Regions from separate parts of the Nomascus leucogenys genome. Here region 2 is linked to region 1. Evidence: chromatin contacts called from public Hi-C data. All regions are on one chromosome and are shown on one strand. Each heading gives the region's core, a stretch centred on a gene start, on an enhancer-like site or on the middle of the called end of the contact. The rest is flanking DNA. Distances are from core to core; before and after follow the strand shown.

The links. Hi-C and Micro-C count contacts between places; a contact is called where the count stands out from the background.
Region 2: a contact with region 1 is called in a Hi-C map of a lymphoblastoid cell line, with 3 times the contacts expected there. The contact joins the promoter of GEMIN8 here to the enhancer-like site in region 1. A contact is called at or near these places in 2 of 4 Hi-C or Micro-C datasets (a lymphoblastoid cell line and an unstated tissue).

What each region holds. Positions count from the first base shown.
Region 1 is chrX:12,230,558-12,234,615 of Asia_NLE_v1, forward strand. OFD1 (oral-facial-digital syndrome 1 protein) reads left to right here. Exons shown (of 23, transcript XM_030806885.1): 9 at 551-657; 10 at 2,376-2,495. Among named protein-coding and RNA genes, the nearest start is that of OFD1, 17 kb to the left of the region's middle. Within about 2 kb of position 1,909, the one cell type or tissue checked has an H3K27ac peak away from gene starts, as active enhancers do. A contact at or near this core is called in a lymphoblastoid cell line, where this site is marked.
Region 2 is chrX:12,511,516-12,515,573 of Asia_NLE_v1, forward strand. It overlaps GEMIN8 (gem-associated protein 8), which reads right to left and starts at 1,903. Exons shown (of 4, transcript XM_003261059.2): 1 at 1,764-1,903.

The sequences.
Region 1 (4,058 bases), core at 659-3,158:
GCAGGCATATCGCTTGAGTCCAGAAGTTCAAGACCAGCCTGGGCAGCATGGCAAAACCCCATCTTTACAAAAATATGAAAAATCAGCCGGACTTGGTGGCGTGTGCCTGTAGTGCCTGCAGCTACTTGGTAGGCTGAGGTGGGAGGACCCCTTGAGCTTGGGAGGTGGAGGTTGCAGTGAGCCAAGATCACCCCACTGCACTCCAGCCTGCGTGACAGAGTGAGACCCTGTCTCAAAAAAAAAAAAAAAAAAAAAAAATTTTTTTTTTTTTAGATAAGGGACTGAGAGATGTTAAAGAACTAAATAGCATAAATTACACATGGCATGTTAGGACTGTAGAGTAATGGTAGTTTAACAGTCATTGGGGGAGTAAATTTTTATGCAACTAGAATAGGCAGAAAGCATACCTTGAGTTGGAATCTCTTGAAGGTGAAATTGTTATCCTAAATGCCTGTACTTTGCTTTTTGGAATTTAGGAAGCAGTATATTCATTCAAATCTGTTTTGCTTTCATTAGCTTGCTTGCTAAAAATTAATGCTTTTCTATACAGATTGAAACAAAAGAAATTTATGCTCAAAGGCAACTTTTACTAAAAGATATGGATTTGCTAAGAGGAAGAGAAGCAGAGCTGAAGCAAAGAGTTGAAGCTTTTGAATTGTAAGTAATGCATGTTCATTTTGGATATTCAGAATGATGAGATTGAAAAGAATTACTAAATATATATATGTCTAAATATTCTAATGTTCATTGCCAAGTAGAGTTCTTATTTGTAAAGGGGATATCACCTAGAAAGTACAAATTAAGAGGAACAAACACTAGGGTTTTGCTTTTGAAATATTAAACATTAAGATGAAAAGACAAATGAGATGCTATCATCAGGCTACAGTAAGACCAGACAGATAATTTGGAGAAGCTGTTAATACTGGAACAGATGGTATGTTTTGCAGTTACATTCAGTCCCTCAGATCTGATAGTTCCGTGTGTGTATGTATAGTAACTGAATTCCATATATCCAGACCTGCAGCTTTTACCAGCTGTGTGCTCAGAAAAGGAAGTATGGTGGTCCAACTTGACTTGTACTTGGTGAAACCATTTCTTTGTGTTACTTTTTCTAAGTGCTCACAAATGTTTCATCCTTCAGATCTTACCTGGGATTGACAGCAAGTTCACCTGTCTATAGTTTGTGCAATAAGCCTTCTTTTCCTTTGGGAATCTGCTATTGACACCCATAGATACTCCAGGAATCTTAGTTCATTAAAGAATTTGTCTCCATTAATGTTTTTTTCTCACTTCTATAGGCTTGATTTGTTTGATTTCAACTCTCTGTCTACCTTACTCTCTTTTTGGCAATAATGAAAAGATAAATTGATCAAGAGAGAGAAAATAGGCACAAAATTGGGGCAGAGAGAGTTCATCATTCCTTTACCTCCATTTTCTCTACTCTTGTTCCCTCCTTCTCAGCATGTAAACTAAATAAATGTAGTTTACCTCTCTATGGCTTTCCAGATTACCAGCAGAGGGAGCTAATACCTAGAGCCTTTACCTGTTCTTAGACTAGTCAGCATTTTGTAGCACTTCTCAGGATGGCTGGATCTCACCACCCGTGAACCCACCTCCCTGGCTAAGGAGTTGGTGCTATGGTTGATTTAAAGTCTCACTATGAAGACCATTCTCTTCTTCAGTATTTGGAAGCCCTGCTTGATCCATCTATCTTTTGCCCTCTCTTTTGGTACTTTTTTCAATATTCAATCAATAGGGTTTTTTGTTTGTTTTGTTTTGTTTTTAAGACACAGTGTCTTTCTGTATTGCCCAGGCTGGTCTCAAACACTTGGGCTCAAGCGATCCTCCTGCCTCAGCCTTCTGAAAAGCTGGGATTATAGGTGCAGGTCACCACACTTGGCTAAAGCTGATTGGTTATTAAATGACAAAAACAAATATTGTACCTTTAATATGTATGGACTAATTAATTAAATCCCACAGTTAGAAACAGCATTATAGAAGATTTAAGCACATAAGTACACTTACTTGTTACTTTGTAACTAATAATATCATTCTTTCATCCCAGGATTGATTTTGGCTATTTATCACCTATAACCATTGTTTAAGTGTTTATCTTCTGTGAGAAACCACTTCCCTCTTGAGACTCTCCCACTCCCTTCAGCCCAAAGCACAGTCAGTTCTGCTAGTTTCGATATGCTGTAACTAGGTCAGTTCATAAAATACACTGAGGACTTCTGGCTCTTTCCTTCTACTTCCCAGTAGTGATATCATGTAGCAGTTTTAATCTTTTGAACTAGACACATGTGATTTTTTCCTAAATTTATTAGCTCAGCTATGGTAGTTTATTTACTTTTTATATTTTTTGCTAATTTCAGGAACCAGAAGCTCCAGGAAGAAAAACATAAAAGCATAACTGAGGCACTTAGGAGACGGGAGCAGAATATAAAGAGTTTTGAGGAGACCTATGACCGAAAGCTCAAGAATGAACTTCTAAAGTAATTGTTTAGCATTTTAAAATAACTAATATGTTTAAATTAAGTTGGTAGAAACATAACAAACTGACAAAGTAGTCTGTAACTTAGGCAAACTTTAGTGTTTGAAAAAAAAAACATAGTTTTATCGATACAGTCAATCCTTTACTGCATTTGAGTTAGGATAGTTTTTAAAAGATAAGGGCCGGGTGTGGTGGCTCATGCCAATAATCCCAGCACTCTGGGAGGCTGAGGTGGGCGGATCACCTGAGGTCAGGAGTTCAAGACCAGCCTAGCCAACATGGTGAAACCCCATCTCTACTAAAAATACAAAAATTAGCTGGGTGTGGTGGTGTTCACTCGTAATCCCAGCTACTGGGGAGGCTGAGGCAGGAAAATCACTCGAACCCAGGAGGCAAGACGTTGCAGTGAGCTGAAGTTGTGCTACTGCACTCTACTAGCCTGCGTGACAGCGAGAATCCATCTCAAAAATTAACAACAACAAAAAAATATAGAGAAGCACATCCTCTGCGCTTCTTATGGCTTCTCTAACATTTATTGCGGGCTGTGATTTGCTTTAATTTTCAGGACACCTTGTGACTTGCTCAGCTTGCATAGTTGATAAGCTGTAAAATTGGAATTATAACCACTTTTAGTTATCTTTTCCTCCACTCATACAGTCACAAGGGTGGGGGTATCTAACAATATATAAATTATACTAGTGGTCATAGTATTTGTCAGTGAACATATGCCTTGTATTCCTTCAAGATTCAGCAAAGCCAGAATCAAAAGAGCTAAAATTAACTATGTGAGGCAAAAAGTGATATAGGGAAAGGAAAATATGGACAACTATGGTTACTTCGGCTTTTCTGTAGTCTGAGTTTTGTGTATCAGTGAATAATATCTCAGTGCTACGACATTATGCCCATGTGGTAACATTTCTCTTCAGTGTGCGGGAAAGCATCTGGCACATAAAAAGTGCTCAGTTAATGTTTGTTGTAAATGTGTCGCGAGGAAATGATTCAACTCAGGTGCTCTGGGCATTTCTTATTTGGCCTCTTTTATTGCCTTCCTCATAATTTGTCATTGATATTCCATTACATAGTATTGCAAAGGTTTCTTGAGGTAATCCTTTAAACAAATCTTATTTTTAAAAAATATGGCAGCTTTTTTATCTATTGATTTTGAAATGATGTATTTTACCCACGTCTTCTATGTCAGTTTCTATACTAAAATAGCTAAAATGGAAGTGTCTGTAGTTGCTGAATTTTTAGGAATAAATGAATTAAAGTGTGTGTGTTAATTTTACATAGTTATGGAGCTAGTGAACTATTTGGTGTCATTGTGACAGCTTCCACAGGCTGCATGGTGTCTGCCTGGCTTTGGGAATCCTCATATGACTTTGGCAGGTGTTGGAGTTTGAAGGCTCTTCACCACAGGAGTGCTTCTATTTCCTTTTGGAACCAAAAGGGCAGCTGGTAACAGCTGGGAAAGGGAAGTGAAACTGTGAAAATGTGCCTTTTGGTATTGCTAATCCGGATATAATGCTCTTGGCAGTTGGCTCTCAGGACTGCGCTTAGTCCCTGA
Region 2 (4,058 bases), core at 653-3,152, 280 kb after region 1:
ACCATGGCTAGTTTAAAGTAGTTAAGATCGCTAGTACATTTCAGGAGTCTTATTTCAAATTTACTTTTTTCTGTAAACATGTTCATGGTAATTCCATGTTAATCTCTCTTTTCTGAATTTATAGGCACTCACTATGCCTCATTTACTTGGGCACTTACTCAATTACCTGTAGGCATGGATTCTACAATCTACTTTTAAGTTTCCTATTTTCCTTTCAGAATAAAAATAATAGCTAATACTTCATGCTCTTAGATGCTGTTGAAATTGTTGAGCTTGTCTGTTGTTTCCTGATAACGTTCTCTCCTCCTATATCTACTCCCCAAAATCTCTGAGGACCTAGTAACTCAAAAAACTGACTATAAAGCACCAAATCTTTTCAGGAAGCAAATATTTAAATACATTATGTTTTCAAGGATCTTTTCAATTCATCTGATATTTGATCAACTACATTCCCTTTTCACTTGTCCAGCTGTTCCGTGGCTGAATTTCCTCTTGTAGAGAAGTTGTTCAAAAAAAGTTCTGTACCGACTTTGCAAACTCTCCAATTTACACTCTAGCCTTAATTGTTCAAAACTTTCCCCCATCATTCTCATCTCACCCTATCCTTTAAAAAAAAAAAAAACCCAAATGATTAATCACCATCTATAGAACAGTTTCAGAATGAACATTTCTCTCTGGAACTTTAGTTTGTATACTTCCCCAGCACAGCAATGAACATACAGAGGGGATTTATACACCTGTGAACTTGCTTTCAGTTATGCTTATTCCAAGTTACTAACCAGCAGTCTTTAAAAATATATGGTTTCTGTTCACACTGAAATTACAAAGAGACTGTTATTCCGATAAATTATGCTAGCAAAAATAGTATTTTTAAAGGGTAGCTCTCATCCTACAATTCATGGCGGCTGTGAGCATAAATAATCCTAGAAGTGTTGCGTTACTAACCTTTAGTCTAGATTTTTTAAGTAATATTGTTCTGATTTGAGATGAAAAACAGCTGAATACACAGCCTAGCCTGTCAAACGAGTTTAAAAACATCATTCCTGAAAAAAATAAAACTGTTCAGAACCATCTGATCTGTACTAAGAGAACATCAAGATTTCAGAGCTAAAATGCACTTCGTTGGCCACTGGTTCAACTACAGCTCATTACTGATAAGTGGGCAGAGACATAAGGCCCATAAACCGTAGGCGCCAGATGTCTCAAGATAACTCCCACCAAAAGCTGACCTCCTGCAGAGGTTAAAGTGCAAGAGAAAAGAAAGAAACCTCGACTTTTTGAGCAGACAGGCCAATATCCCAGACATCCTCCAAGTATGTGGCTGTCCTGGGTGATCTTCTATTCAGATACTGGGCTGGATGGGCAAAATCCGAATTCACCTACAGACCTTAACACGGTGGTTCTCGGCACGCCAGAATCACCTGGGCAGCTTTAAAAACTACTGATGCCAGGGCCCCACTATTAGAGATTCGGATTTAATTGGTCCGGGATGGGGGCCCGGGGATCAGAATTCTTAAAAAGTCGTCCAGTGATTCGGAAGCTCTGCAGAGCTGACAGCCTCTGGGACTGGTCCCCTCTCACAATCTGCAATGATTTAGGAATCTCATGGGCCTCTGGCCCCACCTTTTTTCGCGGGATTAAGATAATTATGATAGCAATGTGACGTCCAAGACCTCGGCTCTCTGCGCATCAGAAGCCAGGGCCCGGGGCCTCTAAGCTCCTCCCTCACTCCCCGAAGGAAACCCAGTCGTCCCCAAAGTCACCTCGTGGGCGCGCAGCTTGCGGATCCTGGGCGTTGGCAGGGCAGGGGCCTAGTTTTCCTTGGAGAGACAGAGGGGGAGTGGGGGACGCGAGGGGGGCGGCTGTTGCCGGGGCGACTGGAAGCGCGCTTCCGGTGCGGAACACGTGGCGTGGCGCGGCGCGCCGGAAGTCCCCCCTGCGGCGCGGACGTCACGTTCGCACCGCAGGCGGTGCAGTGCTGGAGGCCGGAAGCTGCCTGCTAATTGGCTACTCCGAGTGGAGCGCCGGGGCGGCAAGTGTGGGATGGCTGCTGGTGGTGGGTCCCGCAGAGAGGGAGCTGCGGCGGGCGGGGCAGTGGGACCGCGGCGGGCACCCGCGCCAGGGTTCGGACGGTGCTGTCTGCACCGGCGAGATAAGGGTCGCTTCTGCAGTGACCGGGTCTCCAGCCTTTAACTTTTTGTCCTTTCCTTAGCTTTCTTCGTTTTCCTTCCCTTCTCTTTACTTAGCCTTTTCTTTCTTCCTGTTCTCTTTCTTAACTAAAACAGTTTTCGTTTCTTTCTTTAATTTGTCCCAGGGGAAAACACCCAGTCTTTGAAAATAGATTAACCCAGATCTCAGTTTGAGTGCGAGTCCAGTGCTAGGTTTTTAACCTCCCCAAGCCTCGTGTGTCTCATCTATGAGATATGCATAACCTAATGCACAGTGCCTGATGCACTGCAGCAGACAAAACATTAGTACTTACTAATATGTTTGTAATTATAACCATCACAGCAATACCTGCCCCGTTAACATCACAAGAGTCATTAACAAGAACCAAGCATAAACAATTAGAAATCTTATGTGACGTATCATTTCTGGGGCAATGACCATATTTAATACTTTCTGGGAATTTATTCCAAGGAAAAACAGGTACGAACCAGATAGATGTTTATTACAGAATTATTTTAAAAAGTGAAAATTGGAAACGACCTAAATGCCCAACAAGAAAATGCCTAAATTAATTGGGAGATATTAATGACGTGACATTACTATATTATTCCTGGACTATAGAAGAATTAAAATGGTATAGAAGAATAATAACTTTAACAAATATTTACTGGATGCCTGCTATGTGCCCAGTATTCTATGTTAGCACTGTCCATTGTTACCACTACATGTGGCCATGAGAACCTGAATTGTAGTAGTCTGAACTGAGATACACTGTAAGGGTAAATTACACTCTAGATTTTGAAGAAGAATGAGAAAAAGAATGTAAAATGTCTCAATTTCTTTATAGTGATAACATCTTAGAGAAGGACTATTGAGGTTAAAGACTAAAATTTGATCTTTATCTTTTTACTTTATTAGTGTGGCTACTAGAACATTTAAAATTATATATGTGGCATGCATTGTATTTCTATTGTACCGTGGTATTCTATTTACTGGATACACAGTAGTGAACAATACAGTTTTGGGGCCCATAAAATTAAATCTTTTGTGTAGAACCTAGACAATAAGCAGATAAATAGAATTGTATGTTGTGGTGAGTTATATGAAGACAGTATAGCAGGGTAAGGGCCAGAAAGTATGTGTATATAGAGGGGGATTATTTTAGAAAAGATTATTCCTCCACCTCAGAAAATGGATGTGGGAGGAAATGAGATATCTATGGATAGAAGCAGGAGATGGTAGGAGGGTGATGTCTTGTCGGAAAAGTCAGGTGTGGATTGAGACAGATAAGTCAGATGGGGCCTGGTGGAATCTCTACCTCAAGGAAGAAGCCAGCATCTAGAGCGGCAGGAAAGAAAGATGGAGAGGGGTAAGACAGGGAGAAAGAGCTCAGGGAGTTCCTGGGAAAGGCAGAAGGATGCAGGCCTAGAGTGGATATAGTTCAGGTAGAGTGATTCCTAGTTCTATGAATGAAAAAATACAATATATATGGTATACTATGGCATTAGATAGAATATTAGTTGGCTGCTGTCACAGAGACCCAGAAGAGGAGTGGCTCAAACTGTTGAGAAGTGTATTTCTATCTCATGGCAGTCTGGGTGTAAGGAGTCCAGAGTATGGCAGCTCCACCTGTCTCATAGCTCCACCCTCCCTGGTTTCTTGCCTTGTTCCACATGGTCCAAGATGGTGCACCACTGCACCTTTCAGCCAGTGGGAAAGAGAAAGCCAGGGGCATGCCCTTTCCCTCTAAGGGTTTCTCCACCTTGGCACTATTCACATTTGGGTTTGGATAATTCTGTGTTTTGGGGGTTGTCCTGTGCATTGTAGGAGTTTTAGTAGCATCTCTGGTCTCCACTCACAAGATGCCAGTACTGTCTCCCAGTTGTGAC